2 separate regions of the Rattus norvegicus genome follow, and region 2 is linked to region 1. The links are chromatin contacts, called in public Hi-C maps. All regions are on one chromosome and are shown on one strand. The core of a region is the stretch at or near the end of the contact, and the rest is flanking DNA. Distances in the headings are between cores, read along the strand shown.

What was found. A called contact is a pair of places that touch in the nucleus more often than the background predicts.
Region 2: a Hi-C map of the Rat2 cell line shows a contact between it and region 1, with 5 times the contacts expected there. The contact joins two enhancer-like sites. A contact is called at or near these places in 7 of 12 Hi-C or Micro-C datasets (the A7r5 cell line, the Rat2 cell line, Schwann cells and 4 more).

Annotation. Positions count from the first base shown.
Region 1 is chr8:39,728,532-39,733,554 of GRCr8, forward strand. No RefSeq gene overlaps it. Among named protein-coding and RNA genes, the nearest start is that of Ets1, 370 kb to the left of the region's middle. Within about 2 kb of position 2,625, at least 2 of the 93 cell types and tissues checked have an H3K27ac peak or open chromatin away from gene starts, as enhancers often do.
Region 2 is chr8:39,864,199-39,869,737 of GRCr8, forward strand. No RefSeq gene overlaps it. Among named protein-coding and RNA genes, the nearest start is that of Ets1, 500 kb to the left of the region's middle. Within about 2 kb of position 2,168, at least 9 of the 93 cell types and tissues checked have an H3K27ac peak or open chromatin away from gene starts, as enhancers often do.

The DNA of each region.
Region 1 (5,023 bases), core at 1,375-3,874:
GATGGGAGACCATCGGTGTTGAGTAACGTGCCCAGTGTCTGCACAGAGCAGACAGGGAGAGGAGAGTGCCCAGAAAAATGATACTTGCTCCTGAATGTTGGTACTTAGGATCTCAGAGGAGAATGCACGCCAAGAGTTGAACAGGAGACAGATTCGTCTTACAATGGTTTCATGGGACCAGGATTCTCCTTCATGCGTTGAACCAATGGGAGAGAATATTTAATAAACAGCTACTGTTACTGGATTAAGAAGCCGGCTCATTTCTTTCTCTTCCATTAACTAGCTCTGTTTACTGGGATAAGCTACTTGGCCCATCATAGTCTCTTGTGTATAAATTGGCTGCATGTTTCCTTGCATAAATTATTCAGTGTTTATTTGTGTATCTTACATGCCCTGGGGAATTCTGGGAATTGTCCTTCCCCCATCTCTTCCATGAATTCCCCATTTCTACTCAACACTATATGCCTACATACTCCTATAGCTATTCCAAACCCATTGCTCCAACAAGATTCTAACTTTTGCGTTTGGAATAGGACTGAGGATTTGGGTTCAGAATAATGTTTTCTCGAACTGAGACATAAACTTGAAAACTCTTGGCAGTGTGATTTCTCATCGTGTGTGTGAGAGCTCTAAGAAACTGTTCTGTACAAAAGAGGGGAATAAAGCACATTAATGAAAATAAAGAAAGAAAGAACTAAAGAAAGAACTCCAGTGACCCCTGAGGACTCCCTGCTTCCTAAAGTCTAGCCCCTCTTTCCTTTCTGGCTTTTGTAATAGTATCTGCACACTACACTTTCTTCTTTAAATTTTCTTAAGTCAATGACTCACAACCCGTACATTGCGATCCCCAGTGTTGAGTGACCCTTTCACAGGGATTGCCTATGATCATAGGGAAATACAGATATTTGCTTTACAATTCATAACAACAGCAAAATTACAGTTGTGAAGTAACAACAAAAGGTAATTTTATGATTAGAGGTCACCACAACATAAGGAACTGTATTATAGGGACACCGCATTAGGAAGGTTGAGAGCCACTGCCTTAAGCTCTTTTATCATTTGCAACAAAAGGAAAGTTAATTCAAGATGCTAAGGTATTTTGGTCTCTAATGTATCATGAAGTTTCTTTTGTATGGTGAATTGGTTAAGAGTCTTTGGTTCTTAACCAGAAAAATAAAGGGCTCCTGTACAAAATCAACGTGTTGATTTTAAGAGATAGGTCACTTCCTCACCTAACTATGAGTCTGTGTTTCTATTAAGATTAAAGTTTTTCATTAGTGGGGAACAAACAAAAATACAAGAGATTTAATACCTCTTCCCTCAAGGTTGAATAGTGAAACGTGTACACAAATAGCCGTAAAATCCGTCAACACCCAAAATGAAGTCCAGAAGAAACTTAAAAGACGGGATGCGCCTGCTCTGTCCTGGCTTTAGTAGGTGACTCTGAAGTCTCAGAGTTAGACCGCATCGTGTAATCAGTAAATAGAAGAGATCATGTAAGAAAAGCTGTCAAGCAAGTGCTTCCCATTAGTAGGTAGCTGGCAAGATCTGACCCTTCTGAATCCAACACTGCTTTTGCCAGGTCAATGAGGTACTGGGCTTGTGTGGTAGAGAACTAAGGCGGGCCTTCTGGCTCCAAATAGCTTAAGGTAACCGTGAGGCTAAACATGTGAATGTGCAGTCAAGTGGTTGTGTGGGCTGCTGGAGCTATGACAGGCTTTTATGATTTCTTTTTTAAAATTTTCCTTTCCCCAGTCTTATTCAGTGGCACTCTGTGTGTTTTTCACTTTTTCTTGTTTTGTGACAGGGTCTCATGTAGCTGGTTTTGAACTTGTTATGTGGACAAAGTGATGCTTCTGATCCTCCTGCCTCCACCTCTCTAGTGCTGGGATTCTAGGGATTCACACTGCCTCTTCTAGTTTAGGTTGTACTGGGGACCGAACCAGGGGCTTCATGCGTTCTAGGCAACCGCTCTACTAGTCAAGCCATATCTGCAGTCCACTCTTCACTTCTTTAATTAATTAATTAATTAATTAATTAATTCATGTATTCACTTTACATAGAAGCTCCCTCCCTCATTCCAGTTATACACTCACAAACCCTTCCCCCACTACTCCCTCCTCTTCTACTTAGAGAAGGGGAAGCCCCCATGTGTAGCAATCCACCTTGCCACATCAAGTCACAGCAAAACTAAACGTATCCTCTTCCACTGAGAATAGAAAGGCAGCCCAGGTAGGGGAAGGAGATCAGAGTCAAAGGCAGGCATCAGAGTCAGAGACAGCCGCTGCTCCAATAGTTAGGGAATCCACATGAAAACCAAGTTGCACATCTGCTACACATGTGTAGAGGGCCCAGGTCCAGCTCATGCATGCTCCTTGGTTGGTGGTTTAATCTCAGTGAACTCCCGTTGACTCTGAGGTCTTCTTATGGTAACCTTTACCCCTCTGGCCCTCCATCCTACCCACATTCTTCCACAGGACTCCCTGAGCAAGCTCTGCCTGATGTTTGCCTGTGGGTCTCTGCATCTGCCTCCATCCAATGCTGGATGAAGCCTCTCAGAGGACAGTTATGCTAGGCTCCTGTTTGCAAGCCTAGCAGAGTACCATTAAGAGTGTCAGGGGTTGTCTCTCTCCCACAGGGTGGGTCTCATGGTAGAGCAGTCATTGCCTGGTCATTTCCTCCATCTCTGGAGTTAGGAAAGTCTTGATAGTCCAGGCTACTTTGTGTGCTGTCCTTCTAATGAGTATTCAATATTCTATGCTATCTTTACTTTGTGAGCTCCTTCCACACAGTCCATTGCCTTTATTCCATTAGTTTATGCCTTAATTCTGTCTCTTGAAGTAAGCTCTTTGAAGAGCTTACCACAAGGCAATTGCTCCCTTTTCTGAGTATGAAATATTTGATATAGGTGGGTTTTTTTTCAGCTAAAATGCATGGGGTAGCTTCCTAACGCCTGTGTTAGCTCTGATGTTAGCTGCTCTACAAAATAAATTCCAAACCATCATTTGTTTAATCCAGGAGGGAATTGGGTTTTATTTATAATATGACCCAGGCAAGATATCCAGCTATTAGATATTTTCTCCACACAGAGAGACAGGGACATCGGTTCCTTCTGTCATGGACTTGTCCTTGACTTTGAATGCTTCTGTATCCAGGTAGATGAGTAGAGCCATTCTATCTGGTCTCAAAATCACACAAAGGAGCCCCACCCCCTTTGCCTTATAAGAAAGTAAGCACATGGCCTAATCACACAGGAATGATGGAAATGTAGCCCTGGCTACTGAGCCCATCTTGAGAGGAATTCTGGACTGGGAATTTGAATAGTGGCCTGTGCTTAACTGTCTTTATGACAAACGTCTTCCTTTCCTTCTTTCTTCTTCCCTTCTTTACCATTTTCCTCCACCTCCCTCTTTTCGACAAAACTCAGGCTGGCCTGCGACTTGCTTTATAGTTTATCTTTCGGGCACTTCTTATGTCGGCTCTTAACTTTCTATTAATAGACAATATTTCTCATTCTGGTAATTAAAATTCTTGATAAGGAGTCACACCTATTATGCAGTCGCACAATCTTTTATATAATCACATCACCTATCTTGAATATACTCTGTTCCTATTAAATATGTTGCAAGTACTTTACAATAAATATTAATAGTCCCTTAGAATTACTTTGATGCTAAGTTCCCCTAATGTGCCCAAATATTGCCCTCTTCTCCAGTAGGATGAAACCTTGAAACAAATGCATTCTTACCTTGAAGAATTAGGCCAGGGCTTTATGTAACATTTGCTCCTCAGACTTGATTGGAATAATGACAAGCTTCCAAGCATGGCAAATGCTTTGGTGAAAAAAATGAAAATCCTTTAATGTCTAACCATGGGAATTTTGTCAAGATTGACAAGAAAAATCAAAAGGCTTAGGAACTTGCACATTTTGACATGACCATGAAGAAGCAAAAATCATACACAGAATGAGTGGAGCCAATGTCAAGGTCAAGCAGTATGAGGTCACGCCCTTCATTGTTTGATCTGTGGAGATGAGCTCAACGCAGAAGCCACTCTTAATGACAATAATGCTATTATTAATTAAAGTAAACACAACGCTTTATTTAGTGTTGTCATGTAGGTATGTGGTTTGCTCGCCCCACAAATCTCTGAGATGGGTGTTTTTATATCATAAAACATAGAAGTTCAAAACATAGGGTTCATGGGAGAGAGTAAAACTTCAAATATTATAACATTAAGAAATCATAGTTCTATAAGGAGTTTTGTATTATTGTATTGTGCACTTTAAATTTCTTCTAATTTTTGATAGATGAGTCAATGGCAAAATCAGTGGGTTGAATGCACTTTGTGCCTCAGGGCACTAAAACACTGAATGGGCCAAGGGCATTTTATGAAGCTGCATAAAACAGTTGAAACCTATGGCTAGGAATCTATTACCAAATTGCTTTTCTCATGTATGTGATCACTTGTAATCTGATTATATATTTCTCTGGTGATCTCCAAACATTCAGATTTGAATTAAGGTCCTTACTGACTAACTTTTCTTGAGATTGGAGACTGTCAAGACTCTAACTGAGGTAAAGAACTTTGCTACTAGAGAGATCACAACCAAAAACCCTGAATTGGCTCTTGATCATCTTGCCAGTGAGGGGGACTATGTTGAATTTGAGCAGTGTTACAGCGACACCTGCTGGAATTTCACTAACTAGCAAGTGCAATTCAAGCAGATCAGAATTCTGTGAATTCACATAAGGGGAAATCTAAAATCTCATACATATGAGAAATAAAATAATTTTTTGATGGAAAAATTCCAAACAGTTATCTCACTTTCAGTATATGAAATGTGGCTTTTCCTGAGGTAAGAAGACTTAACATCGAACAAAGTAGAATCATGGTAATTTTGATACGCAATCACATCAGAGTCTGTAAATCGGAGGGCATTTACAGAAGCATCTGAAGAACATTTTTCAATCATTTTTTTGGCTCAAAAATAAATGTCAAATTCTCACTTCACTGAGGCTTC
Region 2 (5,539 bases), core at 918-3,417, 140 kb after region 1:
GAGCCAATATTTAGGTAGTGGCTTTGGGATGTTGGGAATACACCTAGCCTGACTTGGATATTGGCTCCAGTGGGATATGCCAGACCAGCATTTTCAGAAAGCTCCATATTCAAGTTTGGATCTTGACCCAGCTCACTGTTTCACAAGGACACTCCTTGTATTATTTGCCTTCTGATGTTTTCATGTAGGTCACTTAGAAAGCTTGGGTTTCAAATGCCAAATTCCAGTGTGTGTGTGTGTGTGTGTGTGTGTGTGTGTGTATGTGTGTGTGTGTGTGTGTGTGTGTTGTATGTGTGTGTATGGCATAGGCGTTTTCATATGTCAATTTCATTTTCAAAGTAAGAATCACAAACTTTGTATTTAGACGAGATTTAGATTTATGAAATCGAATCATCTCAACTCAGTAGGTGAGAACACAGCACAGGCCTGCTTTCTGTGGGCATGTTTATTGTGTCTCTGCTACAAATATCACATGGATGGTGATCATGGGATGGATACATAGAAGCATTATAGTAATTTATTAGAAGGTAAAATTTTGCCACTTAAAGTTCACTTCCTCCGTAATTCCCTCATGGGAAATGGTGAATCTGACATTTATCTCTTGATTTGAAAAGTGGGTGTGACTCAAAGCTATTCTCACTGGAAATGGGCAGCCCAGAGTTGGCCTTTCTGCAACATTTCTAACTTCAGTGTTGATCAGCAGTCGTGTACCTAAGTTGAATGAATTTCTTGTCTTGGAAGCTCCTGCTACTTATCTAGCTTCACATTTTAAACCTAGACACTTTATAGCAAGGAAGTTATTCAGATGTTTTGAAATCTTAGCCTCCTATTGAAAACTCTTAAAACAACATGTTATTTCAACACATGCTCTTCCAGAGCCAGTTGTTTGAGATTCTTGGATTCTCAACCCATCGCACAGGTCAATGTCTATTCTGTATGTTGTCTGGGTATTTGGATTTCTACCCATCAGAAGGAAGAAACCCTGGTTTTACCCTGCACACAAAAGAAGTCCTTACTTATTGTATGTAAGGGAGGTGTATGTGTAATCTTGCTTTCCTTCCTTCTCCTCCCTCGCCTTCCTTCTCCTTCTTTTCCTCTGCATAGTTGGCATGTCATGAAGCGAAAATTCAAATGGCAATAATTGCCTGGTGGTCATAAAAATCTCAACTATCAACCAAAGCTGCTCATAAATAACACAGAAATGATCACTGTGTAACCCCTGCATTTTGCTAGTTTCACTCATTGTCTCCTTATCATAAGTGTCACTAATATTGTTTTGTACTAGCTCTATCTAGATTATGAAGTTACTCAGGCAAAGCAAAGCAATTAAGCAAGGGAAAGCTAACGGTCACAATTGTAGCTATTGTGGAAGAGCTGCAGATAGATGAATGGTAATTCCTGACATAATAGGCCTAGTAGGGAAAACTGGCATCTAATTACTGAGTCAAACAGAGCACACTGTGATGGACAGTATGGCATATACCAAGCAATACGGAAGGAGAAGACACAGATTTAACAACTGCTAATAAGCATCTGAATGAGAGAGATCCATAAAATATTACCTAGAAATTGTTCTTTATAAAATCCTCTCTCACAATTTCCCCTCTTGGTCCCATAAAAACAAACCACGCATGACCCATTTTTAGTGCCCTCTCTGTCACAACCCACATTCAAAGCTCCACAAATTATAATCTGCGCATTAAAATTGCTCTTCTAAGTGTCTGTCTCAAATACCTACGCCCGGAAAGATGGCCTCCTTGCAGTACAGTACTGCAGAGCATTGCCAGTGTGGTTAGCAGAATGTAGGTTAGGCCAGGAAGCCTTTGTGAAAGAGCAGTTGTTGGTGGTTTGGCTCAGAGAGCGTAAGTCTTTCCAAGGGTGTCTTTACTGCTAACTTAGAAGTGATGGATAGAGGCCACAGGCTGTTTTGGACTCAGGTCTTAGAAAAAATTCAAGAAAAATGACATTATTGTATTTGAGGACTATCCTGGAAAGTCCCTCCATACTCAGGCACAGGGCACAGGCCCTGCTTGGGTCAACTCTTGAGAAGAGGGGTTTTTAAAGTTCACACACCCTTGTAATTGGCTTCCTAAGAATGTACATAAACAGGACAGTCTGAGATATTAAAATTCCCCCACACACCCCACCTCCCACTGAAAACCACAGAATGGGCCACCCATTCCCTGACTCACTGTTTGGCACTGATAAAGCCCCTACTTACCACAGGCCCCAAACACTAGGAAAGATGAGAATTCTTTCCTAAAGTCCCTAAAGAACGTGCCAAAAGATTCTTTGACTTATTTCTTCATCTCTCCCTCTAAACGGAGGCACAGTATCCATCACATTTCAGAGAAGTTCTGCGTTATAAAGAGGCAAACAATGAGTTTCAGACCCTTGGCAGGCTCTCCTGTTCACACCAGCAAGAACAACGTACAGATTCAACCTGGCACCTTGAATCAGTGTATGTCGGACTAAATGTTCAAATAATTTTCTTCTCAACCATCTTTGCTCCAGAGCATCTGTGGAGCACTGTGGAGCACTGTGGAGCACTATTTTGAGCCTCAGCCATTACAGAAGTCAATGGAGATTCAAAGATGCTTGATATGTGTCCCTCAACCCCCAACCCCAAGGAGATGAATGAACCTAGGCAGCAAGAGTGACTTGTGGGGGAGGGAGTAGAAGAGAAGCCGTGCCCAGGGCACAGAGGTAGTAGCCAGAGTCTGGGCAGACCCCACTGCGAATATTTTGGGGTAGAGGAAAAAGCATTGAGGTAGTTATAAACACAAATTGAATAATCTTTTCAATTCATCTACAGGAGAAAATATGGCCCAGAAAGGTGCTGTGATTTACCTTATATTAAACAGTTGCAAGTAAATAACCTTACTGTCAGAACAAGTAGAAGGGGGGAATTGGTGAACAAGGCAGTGGAGAACCTGGGCTCGGCTAGAAATACCCAAACCAGCTGAAAGAGCTCACGTTTGAGGGAGGATTTTGGTGCTCTTTAAAGAATCACACAAACTGCCTTGATGGACTCTTCTGGAATACACTAGAGTAAGCTATTCCAAGAAGACACTACAAAGGGACAGAAAAGTGGGTGAAGACTTTACAAAAAAAGTTCTATAGAACAATGAATATCTAAAGTAATTTTTATTCTTTTGATTTGTAGCCTCTTGCATTGAATTCCTTTTCATGTCTACCCTGGCTCTCGTTTTTTTTTTTAAAAAGACCTAGTCAGTGAAATAACATCTTAAGGATTCACTGAATGACCCATGGTATTATGGCCAGGGATTCAATCACAGCACATTCGTTGATGAATTATTGTATGAGTAGTATCCTGCTAAGGCCTGCACTGTACAAAATGCCCCTAAGTTACAGCTGGATCCTACATATATATGGATAAATGAAATAAAAGAAAGACAGTGAAATGGGTTCTTCAAGGTTTAAGGCATTTGCATGTGCTCTCTGCGAATGCTTCTCATTACTGCTGCTGATTATGCGCCTTCTCCCCTATCTGACTGACCTCATTCCCTGAGTGCTTTTTAGTTTGTGCTGGCTTCTCTTTTCTTGTCTGCAGACTGACATCCCCTTTTCCTTTGCAACTCTTCCTCTTCTTACCTGTTACCACAGCACTGTCGGCAAGGCTGACAGCATCCCATGGGCAGCTCAAACCTACTGGTAAACAAATTCAGTCACTTCACCAACTCTACAGTTTTCTTGAACACGTTCCTTGGCAAATGATGCCAGCATCATACCTGTATCAGGAATCTGAACATCGTCCTGTTCTCGCTCCTTCTTTGACCTGTATACCCTAATGATCACCATTTTTTTTCTGATAATTCATCATTCTTCTCTGTGCCTCAACTAAGAGCCATTGGCCTCAAGAAACACAACCTCACTGCATATTGACTGTGGAAGGAACATATTTGAAAAATGTTGGCAGAGAAGCACAGGAATTCATAGGGATGATGGAGTCATGAAGTCTACAGAGAAGCTATGACAGGAACTGGGATTCAGGCTGTGGATGTCTCCTCTAGCACTCAGAATCCTGGGAGATGGCTTCCTCTCTCTTTCAAAACCATACTCTGTGAAATTTCCCTTGAGTTTGCAGATACAGAGAGACAGTCCTCCGTGAACATGAGCATGGCTGGTTTAGGCTGTGCTTGGTCTTTACCCCAGGAATTATCACACTGGATTTATAATAGCTGTGGGCATCTGGCTCACCCACCATATTCCCACAAGGCAGTGAGCTCCTTGTTCGTATCTGTATTCTGTAGGGTGCCTTATAACCTATGATACCCAGCAACAAGCAACAAAGGCGTGCAGAATGATCACTGGTCTCTACCTCCAGTGGGTCACTTTTGTGGTAACCTCAGTATCAGTCACATCATCACGAGATCACTACACCAAGCTCATGACTGCCTACTACTACATCCCTGCTAACTGAATTCTCCTGACTGCCTGCCTCCTGCCCATACCGCAGCTGGAGTGATTACTTTGAAACCAAAGGCAAACCACAGTATAAACCTGTTTCAAAAGTTTTAATGACTCTCTGTTTTACACACAGTAGAAGCCAAAGTCTTATGTTGTCATGGCATGCCCGGTGGGATGTGACCCTCCCTGACCTCCTCCACCTGAGCTCCTAGTACTTTGTACTCCATCACACTAGTCCCCATCCTGCTTCCATCAAATGTCACCAGAAGACACCTTTCCTTCTGTGCCTGGAAGATCTGTCACGGGTAACTTCACGGTTCACCCTTCATTTCCTTCATGTCTGATCTGACTCATGCAGAAAGGCCCAGGTTCTTCCAGTCAGGCATCCTGCACTCCGTTCCGTGACATGGTCCTTCATGTGGCATCTGACTACAAATACCTGTTACATATTTTCTATTAATTCTAAACCTTGTGTCTTGTCGCATTTAACTTGTGCTTAAGCTGAGAGATTTTTAATTTGTTCTCTGCTGTGTCTTATAGAGTCCCTGTTAACTTGTAAGTGCTGGAAAAATGTTTTGTATGGATTTGTAAATAAACAGAAATATATTCATGGTGATTTCCCCATTTTTTCTCAGTTCAACTCATTCTTTTGGTTTTCTTTTTAATATTACAACTCTATTGTTTGTTGGCAAATGGATCACACATCTCACAGCTTTGGGTGGGGGAAAGAATTTGTCTTTAATATTACAATTCAAGCACAGTATCTTTCCCCTATCTCAGAACAAAGAAACATTCCCACAGGGATAGGTGGGAAGAAGAGCTGTCAGTAAGAATTCATCATTTCTAAAATACTTAGATGTATATGTATATGCTTACAGATTATGGATATATCTGTATTTGAATATACTTGCCTTAGGTGAATATACAAGCTTATGCGCAAGCTTATGTATATATGCATATGTGTGCAGATACTTGCAGTCTTTTGCCTCAGAAAGCACTGAAGGACGTCCTAGGGAGTGAAAATACTTGGTATCCAAATCCTGGTCTCTCAGTCTGATCCTCAAAGCAATGATCCTCAGAGCAATGGCTGGTGGCGTTGTCATGAGAT